Linked DNA regions of Mus musculus: region 1 is linked to region 2. The links are chromatin contacts, called in public Hi-C maps. All regions are on one chromosome and are shown on one strand. Each heading gives the region's core, a stretch centred on a gene start, on an enhancer-like site or on the middle of the called end of the contact. The rest is flanking DNA. Distances are from core to core; before and after follow the strand shown. Region 1 holds the start of Dffb (DNA fragmentation factor, beta subunit). Region 2 holds the start of Mthfr (methylenetetrahydrofolate reductase).

What was found. Hi-C and Micro-C count contacts between places; a contact is called where the count stands out from the background.
Region 1: a Hi-C map of B cells shows a contact between it and region 2, with 7 read pairs. The contact joins the promoter of Dffb here to the promoter of Mthfr in region 2. A contact is called at or near these places in 1 of 39 promoter capture datasets (liver) and 1 of 484 Hi-C or Micro-C datasets (B cells).

The regions. Positions count from the first base shown.
Region 1 is chr4:153,970,099-153,977,090 of GRCm38.p6, forward strand. It overlaps Dffb (DNA fragmentation factor, beta subunit), which reads right to left and starts at 4,983. Exons shown (of 7, transcript NM_007859.4): 1 at 4,769-4,983; 2 at 4,471-4,597; 3 at 2,682-2,870; 4 at 1,483-1,562; 5 at 1-13. The coding sequence starts at 4,891. It overlaps Cep104 (centrosomal protein 104), which reads left to right and starts at 5,463. Exons shown (of 22, transcript NM_177673.2): 1 at 5,463-5,499.
Region 2 is chr4:148,037,497-148,043,872 of GRCm38.p6, forward strand. Mthfr (methylenetetrahydrofolate reductase) reads left to right here and starts at 1,581. Exons shown (of 12, transcript NM_010840.3): 1 at 1,581-1,636; 2 at 4,088-4,333; 3 at 5,929-6,167. The coding sequence starts at 4,101. Clcn6 (chloride channel, voltage-sensitive 6) reads right to left here and starts at 1,317. Exons shown (of 23, transcript NM_011929.3): 1 at 1,185-1,317; 2 at 418-477. The coding sequence starts at 1,271. RefSeq lists promoters at 1,031-1,669, 1,480-1,669, 1,922-3,715, 3,442-3,715.

The DNA.
Region 1 (6,992 bases), core at 3,733-6,232, 5.9 Mb after region 2:
TGTAAGCGCTCACCTGTGAGACAGCCAGAGGCATCACCGAGCTTGAGACATGCCCTGCCCATGCCCTAACACCTGCATTCGGTTACCAACCCACGCCAAGCACTGGTGGCCAGGAACCTGCCCCAGCCCAGTTCTACAGTGAGAGCGTCTGACCGCTGCACAACTGTCACTGCCTAGGAAAAGCATTCTGGCCTCACGAGATGGACCAACACAATGATGCAATCCATCAGGCTGGGGGCATGAAACAGGATCAGGCCTGCTAGTCAGGCAGGTTCTCCACACCCATAGGAAATGGAGAAAGCTTCAATACATCAGGGGGCTCTGTGAACACATGCACATGTCAGGTTTCCCCACAGACACTAACACTTAGTTCAAGCTCAGAAGACTTGGTGGGGCGTGATCATGAAGGAAGGACGCGGCCGAAGGGTCTGCTTTCAGCAGAAGCTCGCTTAAGCATGGCATAGTGTACAAGACAGACAGATGGGCACGCCCTAAGCCTGTGACACTGCCCAACTACTATGCAGCTACCCAAGCTCCTGTTGATAAATTTGCCTACAAGAAGAGCAGGGAAAAAAGGTCCCCAAGAGCTGAGCTGCTTCCCCAAACCATCCAGACTGCTCATCCTATCCAGATGAAGGGAGTCATGTGGAGCCCAGTGCAGAAAGGCCTAAAAGCTCACCTGGTGAACCACTGCCCAGTGATGGGTGCCTCATACCCCCAGAATGGGCAGGTTCCACGCACTATAGATTGGCTCCTAACACTCTGTACCTCACTAACATCCATGTCTTCACTAAAAGGAAGCCAGGCAGAGTATCAGGGCATCAGGACAGCCTCCTCCTGGAGCTCAGGGCACCAGGACAGCGTCCTCCTGGAGTTCAGGCATAACTGTGCTGGAGCCACTGGCTATATCTATTCAAGAGCTGAGACCTTGCTACCTAGTCCCAGTGACTCAGAGCCAATCTACAAAACACCCCAAACAGCAAGTATCTTCAGTCCTGTGTCCCACTTTTACAAGGTCAGAGGACTGCAATGTTCCCAGAGAAAAAGAAGGAGAGTACTGGGGGGAAACTACCGCCCAATTATGGCAATGTCATCGGGACAATGGAGGAGACACAGGAAAAATCCGTAATAGAATTAAGTTCACATCACAACTCAGTTGCCATTAAGTTCTGCATAAGACTCAAGCTGATGTTACTCTAAAACAACAGGATCTCTGTCAAACAGAAGAGCTAAGGCTGAGGCCTCTGACCCTAACCAAAGGACACAGCCCAGAAAGGTTTTAATGCCTGCTGGACAAGGGGTCAGAGACTAAAGTGCAGAAGAGACCAGACGCACGGGACAGGAAGGTCCTGCCTCTCTAAGGTGCCTTCTGCTGACTTAGTAGCAACCTTACAGATATGCATCAGCAGAGGGGTGACAACCCCACCAACGGGTCCCCATCTTGTGCTGAGCACTCACGGCATGACCTGAATGTGGCCTTACCTCTCTTAGGTAACCCCGGATCCGACTCTCACAGCTGTATCTCAGATAGCCCGACTTATTCCTGAATCTCGACTCCAAACCTGCAAGAAGGAGGACGCCCTGAAATCCACAGGCAGACTACGGCCACTTTCATGGTTTGCATCGTACCCATGCATGCACATGCAGAGGGCAGAGGTCACCACTGGGTGTCTTTCTCTATGACTCCCCACTAAGCCTGGAGCTCACTGTTTGCGCTCTCCTGGCCAACCAGGAAACCCCAGGTATCTGCCTGGCTCTGTCCCCCAATACTGAGGTTAGACAAGTACCACCACTCCTGGATTTCACATGGGGGCTCAGGATCGAAACTCGGATCATCGTTCTTAAGCAGCAAGCACTGCCGCTGAGCCATCTCCTTAGGCAGTTGTTTCTCGCCATTATTCCGTAGAGACCAGCCAACTACTACTTTCCCAGGATTACATTGCATCAGGTACCTTAAATCACCTAGGGATGATATGAAGTATATGGGAGAGATCCCAGAAGTTTGCTGGCCAGTCAGTCTAGCCTATTCAATAGGCTCTAGCCAATGAGATTCTTTTTTTTTTTTTAAGATTTATTTATTTATTATATGTAAATACACTGTAGCTGTCTTCTGACACACCAGAACAGGGCATCCGATTTCGTTACGGATGGTTGTGAGCCACCATGTGGTTGCTGGGATTTGAACTCAGGACCTCTTAACCACTGAGCCATCTCTCCAGCCCCAAGATTCTGTCTAAAGGACATGAATGGTATTCCTGAGAATGCTACTCAGTTAATCTCTCTCTCTCTCTCTCCCTCCCTCCCTCTCTCCCTCCCTCCCTTTCTCTCTCTCCTCTTTCCCTCTCCTTCTCTCTCTCCTCTCTCCCTCCTCTCCCTCCTCCTCTCTCTCTCTGTCCTTTTCCCCAACTCTCTCTCCTCTCTCTCAAATGGTAAGGTGGTAAATTCTAAGTTCCATGCATTTCCAGGCTGCCCAGGACACTGCCTCAAGCCAGGAGTCCTGGCTGGATACCTTCCCATGGACACCTTTTGTTATCCCTCACTCCAGAGGCCAGTCCACCCTTGGTTGAGAAGTATTGGGATCTGAAATAGACAGAGATCTCCCTGAGCCTCTCTGCTCCAAAGAGGCTCTTCTCTGTTTGCTCCAGACACCCTGGCCACCATGGTCATCCCAGGCCACATACCTTCAAACCAGGATGGGTCCTGCTCCCGGGTCTCTGCAGTAATATTCTGGCTCACGTGATGCAGAAGATCGGCCAGCAGCTTTTGCCTCAGTGGGGCCTGCTCATCTGACAGCAGTTGCCGTGCAGCCTGGATGACGCCGGCATGTGGCTCATTAAACACACTGAGGAAACGTGTGATGTCACTCACATCTGTCACCACCAGGAGACAAACAGAAACACATTCATGCTGTTCTGGCTCCAAGAATTCAACCCAAAGACTGCCAGACATCAGGACTCTGGGGTCACCAACCCTTTCCCTGACCTGACACCCCCCACTGCAGTGATACTACAATTCCTCTGGCCACCTTCTGTCAGGCGAGGGTTGTAGTATCCTAGAAAAGCAGCACACTTGGTCTTTTGTCCTTCTCTCCTCCATACCAAGTCACCTCCTTTGGCCATCTCCTTAGGACCCCATTTTCAGACCTCCCAAGCCCTCTCCTTGGAGTCTTTGCACAAGTGCCTATGGTGAGCTTTCCCATCAAACTAAACACCAAGTGCATTCTACAGAGGGTCTTAACCAAACAGGAGCAAACAGAATTCAGTAACACTTAAAAAGCACAGGCCACAGCCAAATGAGGTTGCAAGTCTGGTTTGTACTCAGAACTCAGTGAGATCCACTGTGTTATTAACAAGCTGAAGAAGTAAGTTCTTGTGATACCAAAGGATGCAGAAATTGCAGGAAGAAACCTCAGACAGCCAGAACTTGACAAGAGGTTCCTGGAGCAAATGCACCATGAAGTGATCATCTGGATCTATCAAGGTCAGAACTCTGGAAGCTGGTTTTGGGGGCACGAGCTTGGAATGTGAGCAGTTGGGAAGTAGAGGCAGGAGAATCACAAGTTTTAGACCAGCCTCGGCCACATGTAGCCTTGTCCTCCCCATTTCCCTTGCAAATCTGAACCTTTTGCTCTAGTACAGAGCATGGAAAGAGCAAGGCCGGTTAGCTATGTGGTTGGAGCTCAGTTTCAATAAAGACAGTGAAAAGCTACACAGCGGGAGATATTTGAAAACCACACTATCTTACATCGAAGTCATAACCAAGATATTCTGGAGGGGGGGGGGGCTAAATATTTAAACAGCTTTATAAATCCGACTAAGAAACACAAAAAACGCGAAGAATCGCTTCTCTGAAGAGTGCCTTCAAGTGGTAAATAGGAAGATAATACCCAATCCCATTAGCCACCAGGGAAATTCGGATTAAGACTACAATGATCTGTCATCACACCTACCTAGAATAGCCTGAATGAAAACCATGATACCTGAGAGCATTTCAGCACACTGGTCGAAGTACAGCCCGGAGCAACAGTGAATGGAACCAAGACCTGCCCTGCCCTGCCCTGCCCTGCCCTGCCCTGCCCTGCCCTGCCCTGCCCTGCCCTGCCCAGCCCAGCCCAGCCCAACCCAGCACAGCACAGCACAGCACAGCACACCACAGCACAGCACAGCACAGCACACCACAGCACAGCACAGCACACCACAGCACAGCACAGCACAGCACAGCACAGCACAGCACAGCACACCACAGCACAGCACAGCACACCACAGCACAGCACAGCACAGCACAGCAGCACCGACCCCAGTCTCAATCCTTCCCTTGCCCTTGGCAGTTTCAAAATTAAAATCAAAGTTCTTCAGCAAAAGCTTTTGGCATTCAGAGCCTTTAACCAGATCTTCTGGGTTCCTGCCCGGGCCCCTCGACGAGGCTTTAAACCGTGTAGGTCCCTCCCATCTCCAAAGTGTTCCTACTCACAGCCATGCCAGGTCTCGCCAGCGGTGAGCAATAGGAGCTCAGCGTCGTTGGGAAGGCCCGGGAAGCAGTCGTCCGTCACCTCCGTGCCATCTTCGTACAGGCACAGCCGGGAACCGGGCATCGGGAGCTGGAGGACAAGAAGATCAGCTTGTCCCACAACAGTCTTGGCTTCCAGACAGCCAGCTCTGCGTACTGTAGAAGCCTAGCGCCTGTCCAAGCCCACCCAAGAGGATGGAAATCGTAGGGGTGGAAGCCAAGGTGCCCGCCGCGCAGTGCTTGCCCGGAATGCAAGACCCACCTGGAAGCGGACGCAGCCCTTACGCAGCAGCTCCTGGCAGCTCCGGGCCGCCACGCCGAACTTGCAGGCGCTATGTAGGGCTCGCAACTTGACGCATTTGGGTTGGCGGAGCACCGCGCACATTGCAGGGCTGCGGTACCGTAGCGACACTGGACTTGTAACGTTCCTGCCCGGAACTGTGGTGCGTAGACGCGGCCCGGAACTCTTTTCTCTACGTAGGTAGGTGCAACCGGAAACGTCCGACTGCAGGACCTGTCCCCAGCCAGAATCCTCGAGGCCTGGATGCGCACGCAGGCGCCGGCGGGCGGACGCGCAGGCGTACCGCGCGGGCCGGCCTGGTTGCTATGGGAGCGCAGCTGCGGCCCGGGCCCTGGGCAGAGGCAGCCCGGGCTGCTCCTCTGCTGCCCTCCTCAGAGGCCCGGGGTGGGGGCGGCTGGACCGAGACCCCTCCGAAGATAGCGGAGGCCGACATCGCAGCGGCCCCGCCTGGTCGTTTCCGCGGCGCTCTGTGACCCTGCGTGGCCTCGGTCTTCGGCAGGCACCCGGGGCGGAGGCTCCCTGACACCTGGCCTTGGAGGGACTGCGCGGCCAGTGCCTGTTCCAGGCCTCCCTGCAGCGCATCTCAGCCTTCGTGTCCGGAATCGGATTCGAGCCCCGCCTTGTCCTCGTCTGCATGCGTTACTGAACAGGAGCAGTTGCCACGAGACTAAAGACTGTAGCTCTGGCTCCGGGTAGGCTACACTTCGATCCGTGTCGTTTGGGGGTTTTGTTTGTTCGCTGGGTTTGGTTTGTTGTGCTTTTTAAGCGTTAAGATTCTCTAAAGCACTCTCAGTCCTTAAAATTACTTGGCCCCAGATCATTACTTAATATTGTAACATTTACGTTTTCTTGAAAAGAAAACTGGAAACACTTTTCATATCCTTGTAACAAAATGTTTGGAAGTTGCTACATTGAGTTCGGGTTTCTGGTTGGAAAGATGACAGGGTAAGTTCATAACCAAAAATAGAAGAGTTGGGGCTTAGTTTATAAGCAATGCTAGGGTAAATGTCAATTGACACTGCTGGCTGTGGCTGCCCTAGTGGCAGCTGGAACACCAGCCGCCTGTGGTAACCAGCTAGTAACACAGCATTGCACAGATCCAGATCTGTGGTGGGCTTTGTGAGGCGGGAAGGAACAGGAGGTGGAAGGGCTCCAGTGAGTGCATCGGCTGAAAATGTACATTTTGTAGATGTCCTTATTGAGGCCCCAGTGTTTTGGCCACGCTGCCCCCACAGCCCTCCTGCAGGGATCTTCAGTACCCGTACTTTGTTTTAGTTTTATTGGGCATACACTTGTATCTGCTGTTAACATTCTGTTCTATGCACCACAGAGACGAGGTAGACAGACCTGATTTTTGTTTGTTTGTTTGTTTGCTTGCTTGTTTTTTGGTTTTTGTTTTTTTTTTTTTTTTTTTGAGACTGTCTCACTGTGTAGCCCTAGAACTACTACATATAGACCATACTGACCTCAAACTCCGAGATCCTCCAAGTTCTGGGATCAAAGGCATGCACTACCACACCTGACACGGGCTCTTGAAGACACAGGGTCTGGTCAAGGCACTGGAGAAGTTCGTTAGATTTGACTATTCTCTAGAATTCAAGTCATAACCGGGCATAGTGTCACATACCTTTAATCCTAGTACTTGGGATGCAGAGGCAGGAGAATCTCTGTGAGTTTGAGGCCAGTCTAGACTACATAACAAGTTCTAGGCCAGTCAGGCCTAAATAAGAGACTCTGTCCCAAAAATAAAAACAAACAAAAAAAAAATCCAAGACAAGAATGGAGACTGGGGAAACAAGGTGTCCGGTCATAATTAGCACTTCTACTCCTACAATGGGGCTGCCTAGGGTTTTAAAATTAAGACCTGGAGAGGGGTGATCAAAGTTGGATTTAAAGAATGTTTGTCTTGACAGGAGCATAGGTTGAACGGGCAGTTGTACCCATCTGGAATAGAGATAAGGAAGAAGGGTGGAATCCAGTAATCCTTCATACCGTGCTGCCCTCTTGTGCTAAAGGGGAGGATGGTGGTTGAGGGAGATCAGCTCGGGGTTCAGAACCTGTGTGAACTAGGAGTGTAGCCTCACAGATTAAAGGAGAAGCATGCCAAGTCACCCAGCTATGCTTATCACTGCTCTCCGCTATTTTCTGGGTCAGTCTCCTCTACTCTGCTGCCGTTACAGCCACA
Region 2 (6,376 bases), core at 331-2,830:
AGAAGAGCTCTTCCCATCTCAGCCTCCCAAGTCCAGTGGCAAACTAAAAGGAACCACAACATGTGGCCCCACACTCTTCAAAGTTTCATATCTGAAACTGGAAACTATAATCCAGAATAGGGCAGAAGAGAGAGAGGCAAGGTCTCCTCACAGCTCACGAGAGAGACTGTTTTGAGCACTCACAGGGAAGAGCTTCGACCCTGGGTCCCTGGAAGGTTTAATGGCAAACACGCTCTATATCCAGGCAGAACTGGAATGCATCACCACCAGACTGTGGGACCAGGTTAAGGACTTGCTAGGCAGTCATCTCCCCCATTCCCTGAGGCAGAGGGTCAAAGAGCATCTCTGGTTGGAGGCCTGAAGCACTCAGTCCTCTCACTACACCAGTTACCCAGGACAGCATCTGGAACACCTCACCTCATAGTCTTTCCTTGGAAGAATCTCATCCTCTTCTTCCTGTGTCTCCCCAAGGATGGTCTAGAAAAACAGATTCACAGAATGGAGATCTTTTAATGGGTTAAGGGTACAAGGAGGGTAGTATTATTAAAATCGAAATTAGCTAGAGCCATCTTCAAAGAGGAACAATGTTTCAAAACCATGAGCTCTACATTTCTATTGATCGGCGAATTCTTTAAATCGTAATGCTCACCTTCAGGACACCTGAAAGATGTCTGATGGCAGCTTCGTTGGAGGAGAAAATTCGTGTTTCATTTGACAATAGACTGACTACGGAATCGGGGGGAATGAATCAATTCTGAGAACACAACTCAAGTTTTCCCAGCTTGCTTTGCACGGGGAAGCTGGATCACCAGTGACCCAGAAAGAGTGAAGGGTAGAGAATAAGAACAGGCCAGAGAAACTACACCAACGGCATGGGCGTCACGTCCCGCGCAAGGGCTCATTCTACAATGCTTGCTTCGTTCAAAACTCAAAGAGAATATGGACGGCATTAATTCAAGCTGGCCGAGGCCCTCCCTCGGAGTCCAGAGAGAGGTTATAGAACAGAACTCTGGCTGGGGCACGCGGAGGTAAGCTGGATGCTTCCCGAGCCCAGGCAGCGGTCTCCGGGCCCCACCCGCTGCCACCTGCAGGCGCGGTCCGGCGCGGCCCCACCCCCGGCAACGCCTCTTGTCATCCTGTCATCCCTCCGTAGCCACCCCTTCCCCAGCCAGGCAGCCGCTCACCAGCTCCTCGGGGGTGCGGCTCTCCCGTTCACCGCAGCAGCAACACCACCGGCAGCAGCAGCACACGGACCCCCTGCACCCCGCCATCTTCCTCCTTTGCTGCCGCTCCGGACCACCTAGGCCAACCCCCCTCCCACCCAGGATCCGCGCCTCACGTGACTGGCCCCGGGAGGGTCACGTGGCCCTCTCGAGCTCTGGGTCCGGAGACAGGGAGTGGCTGCAGACGGGTGGGGCGAGGGCTCGCGTCACATGACGCAGTACTTGGCTGGCTTCCCCTGAGACCTCTGGGCGCGGCCATGTTGGGGCGGGACTTCCGGCCGTCGTCTCGTCTCGTAGATGTGGCTTCCGCCTGCCGCTCGTCCTGTTTCCCTTAGCAACCGACAGCTCCGCCCCGCCTTCTTCGCCAGCCCTAGGGAGGTGGCACCCTCGCCGCCACCGATCTGACGCAAGAGGTAACGCAAAAGGCTTGGGACGCTGCGGATAGATTCGCAGAGTCGGGAACACACCACCGCAAGCTAGACCTGTGGGCAGGCGGTTAGGTGCTGGCCGGCCCTTTGCACGTGAAGGCTCCTTAGGGCCTATGAATACTCATGGAGGCTGTCACCCCAGCCCCACTACCTGCAGGAAGGTATCTCAAAGTTAAAGGAATCCTGGATCTGGGGCAGTGATCCAGACCCTGCAGCCTTCTGGGACCCGCATCCCCGCCACGGCCTGTGACCCATTGACCAGGTGACCCGATTACCATCCCTCAGGCCATGGTGGCTGCCTGCCATAGTGTCTGTCTGTCTAGCTCTCTCGCTCGCTCTCTGGGATTTTGTTTGGTTTGGTTTGGTTTTCGCGACAGATTCTCTGTGTAGCCCTAGCTGTTCTGAAACTCTCTGTAGATCAGGCCTCGAACTCCGAGATCCATTGCCTCCTGCGAGCTGAGATTAAATATGTGCGTTGTCATGCCTGGTTGCCATAGTCTCTTAAACCCATCTCCCTGACAGCATCTGGAAAGGAAGAGTGGACCGACCATTAGTTTCAACGCCCAGGTGTCCATAGCATCCTGCAGTTCACATGCATCTATCACAACTCTTCCGGGAGTGGTGGGCTCAGTGTTTGTCAGTCTTATTTAAATGATCAGTAGGTGGCAGCGAGGCATTTTGAGATTGGTGTGGAGGTCTTGGCAGTTTTGAGCCCAGTGAGTACTGCCTGTTTTACTACTCTGCCAGGCACTGGCGATGCCACGCCTGAGACTGGTCTTTCTGGTCCAGTCACAGGCAGGGGACTGGACAGTAGAAGGGTAAACAAATTTGTCGGTTCACAGGCTCATCCTTGTGTGATTTGGGAGCTCAACTAATAATGGATAGGGGGTGGGAACTGTTAGAAATGCTTAAACCGAGCCGGGTGTGATGGCGCACGCCTTTAATCCCAACACTCAGGAGGCAGAGGCAGGCGGATTTCTGAGTTTGAGGCCAGCCTGGTCTACAAAGTGAGTTCCAAGACATCCAGGGCTCTACAGAAAAACCCTGTCTCGAAAAACCAGAAAAAAAAACAAAAATGCTTAAACCTTGGAGCGGTTTGCTGTGCCTGAGTCAGCTCCTCCGGTTTTGTTCCAGCAGTGAAAACGAGGCATTTCCCTTGGGTGGAGGAGGAAGGCCTTTGAAGGCCTTTCTCACTCTCCATGAGAACCTGGCAGTTTTAGGTCAGAACAGAAGTGGGACAGATAGATTGGGAGTAACACTGGCACTAAGTCTGGAGTCCAGGAGGGGAAAGAGCAATGGATTTCTTCCGATTCTTGAAGCTGAGACCCAAAATGGTACACTGACTTAAGAGGTGGAAGTTTCTGGAAAGAAACAAACCTGACCTGGTTTCTCTGTTGCTCCACGTCACCACACAGATAGCCACTACTGTGCTGGCCCACTGCTGTGCAGTGGTAGTGTTTGCTTCTTTTCCAGACTAGACTGCAGTATGGCCCTGTGCCCTGTTGGAAGGGCGTATGTGGTAGACTGTGGTCACTGATCCTTTTGACTTAATTGGCGTGTTTAGGGAGAGCTGCTACCAGGGCAGGCACAGATGGAACAACCTTTGTTCAGAGTTGGACATAAATCCATCCCTACCCTCGGTGACTTCAGTCCACCTGCCTCTGCAGCCCAGCCCGTGGCAAGTTCTAGCTCACAACACAACAGTCTTTTTGAAGTAGTGTGATCTCAGGAGATCTGGCTGCTTGGCCATGCTGCAGAAAGCCTATATAACACGTTCCAGGCGAAGCCAGCCACAGTGAGCTGTTCTTTCTTTGGTGGGGGAAATCTAGTGATCCTGAATGGCTAATAGCTAATCTCTAACCCCTGCCTGCCCACTCCTCCCCTCCCCCACTCATCTTCCTCCTTTGACTTGCGCCTGAGCCTTCTCCAGCCGGGAAACCTTACTCCCGCCCCTTTGCGTGGCCCCAGCTTCAGCTCGGGGCTCTTTGTCACAGCTCCGCCCAGTTGGGCACACCCTCCAGGAAAGGTTCCTTCCCCACTCACTCTGGGTCTGAGCAGATCGGGATGAACCATCAAAAAGCCAAGGTCCTCCCAGCTGGGCACTGTTATCCATCCCTGGGGATGTGGGCCTCAGAGGCTGGCTGCGTGAGGCTTTCTGTGCCACCCTCTATCAGGTAGCTGTCGCCTACGATCCGATCTGTGAGCTGAAGGACCCAAGAGCCGCTCAGTGGGAGGTGGTCATACAAAGAGGCAGACGACAGCAGGGGCGTGGGGGGGAGGGCAAAGCTCTTGGAGCCTCTGGGTAGGAGCTGCAAGACTCTCACCCGTGCTGACTGATGAAGCAGTGACTGCCACCGGAGCCGCCTGCTCAGGTGTTGGGTGTGCATGGGGTTTGGCTACCAGCCCTCTAATACCCCCGGCCCCCACCCTCTACAGCAGGAATCCAGCCATGGTGAACGAGGCCAGAGGAAGTGGCAGTCCCAACCCGCGATCTGAGGGCAGCAGCAGTGGCAGCGAGAGTTCCAAGGACAGTTCAAGATGTTCCACCCCCAGCCTGGACCCAGAGCGGCACGAGAGACTCCGGGAGAAGATGAGGCGCAGAATGGACTCTGGTGACAAGTGGTTCTCCCTGGAGTTCTTCCCCCCTCGAACTGCTGAGGGAGCTGTTAACCTCATCTCCAGGTGAGTAGGGAGGTTAATCGCGGGGGTCGGCAGGCTCAGGGGAGCGTGAGCTGCCCTTTAACCCGGCAGGAAAAGGCTCTGGGGAGGGAGGGGAGGCAGGAAGAAGCAGAGGCGAGACAGGGAGTTTAGTCTGTGACTTATAACTTCTTGTCTGTGAAAGTCCCTCTGAAGCAGCATTAGATAAGTTTGGACGAACTCTCAGTGAGCCAAAAATGTTCATTTTTCAGGCTGCATTCTTTGGCAGAGCTTGGGGCTGGCTCATGAGGAGCTTAGGAAGTCAACAAACCGCAATTCAGGGAATGTGTTGAGCTAGCTGGACACAGAGAGAGTGCTTTTCCAAATCAGGAAACACCACATGTTTTGTGATAGCACTTTCTGAATTCCAGTTCCTTTTCTTCAAGTCAGAGAGTGATTTGTAGACCACAAGACCCCTGGGCTACGTCCTGCAGCATCACAAAAATGAGAGAAAGGAAAGTCAGGCACACTGGTATCCTTAATACCAACACTCAGAGGCAGGAGGATAAATAACTGTGAGTTCAAAGCCAGCCTAAGCTACCTAGAATCCAGGCCAGCCAGCCAGGGTTATGTAACGATGCCCTATCTTTAAAAGAGGGAGGAGTGTAGCTGAATTGATGGAGTAAATAGCTTGTCAGAAATCTTAAATTTGATTCCTAGCACTGCATAGACAGGGTGTGGGAACATGACTGCAATCCCAGCACTCAGGAGGCAAAAGCAAGCAGATCTGAGGTCAAGGATAGCCTGGTAGAGAGCCAGGCATGGTGGCACACACCTTTATTCCAGCACTTAATAGGCAGAGGCAGGCAGATCTGTGAGTCTGAGCTCAGCCTGGCCTACATAGTGAGTTCTAGGACAGCCAGGGCTACATAGTGGGACCCTTGTCTTGAAAACAAACAGCAAACAAAGAAATACTCAGCTACATAGGGAGTTTGAGGTCAGTCTGGACTACACGAGACCCTGTCTCAGAAACAACCACAAACATTAATGCCTTTTAATCCGTATTTGTCACATGCTGTTTTCTGGGTCCTGAAATCAAGACCCTGATGTTTAAACACACCATTATAGCTTTAACAGTGCTGATGCCCACAAAAGCTTTTGAATCTAGTTCAGGAACTGAGCCTTCCTCGGCAGGACTCTTGGCTGATGCAAAGAGGCCATGGTGGCAACACAAGAGTCTGTTGATTTCTCTCTGCCTTCCCTAAAGTGAGGCTCTCTGCCCACCCACTACTGAGATTCCTGAACCCTCAGCTGTCAAGACTCTTAAAAAGCTAGTGTGTTCCACTCTGAGAAGCGCAGAATGCTGTTCACACAAAATAGTGACATTGTTATACATCAGTGTGATAACCATTGAGGCACTCACTGAGCCCGGGCCCTGCTCTGAGGAGGCTGCACAGCCATCTGACCCAGAACCCTGATGGCTGTCCAGTAGGTACTGTCACCTGCCACACCTGACAAAGAATCTGCGGCTCCATGCATTACTAGGTCATGTGCCTGGGAAGTACTGCTCTGATACCAACTTGCCTTCTCTGAGCTCCTATTTACCCCAGGAGCCTACTTAAGGAGGAAATCCCCTACAGGTTTGACCGGATGGCAGCAGGGGGCCCCCTCTTCGTAGATGTTACCTGGCACCCAGCTGGAGACCCTGGCTCAGACAAGGAGACCTCCTCCATGATGATCGCCAGCACAGCAGTAAACTACTGCGGCTTGGAAACCATCCTGCATATGACCTGCTGCCAGCAGCGCCCGGAGGAGATCACAGGCCATCTGCACAGAGCCAAGCAGCTGGGCCTGAAGAACATAATGGCGCTGAGGGGAGGTGTGGCGCCAGCACCCCTCCTCTTTGGGTTCTTGCTTTCCTGAAGGCTTCTCCTGTCCCCAGACAAGTCCTTTACTTTCCTTGGGCTCTGCACTAAGCACATCCAGGGCCAGCTTGCTGCAGGAGGATCAGTGATCAATCGCTGTGGGTAATGAGTCCATTGTGGGTGTCACACAGGTGGGATGGCCGTGTCTACAGCTTGACCTGTC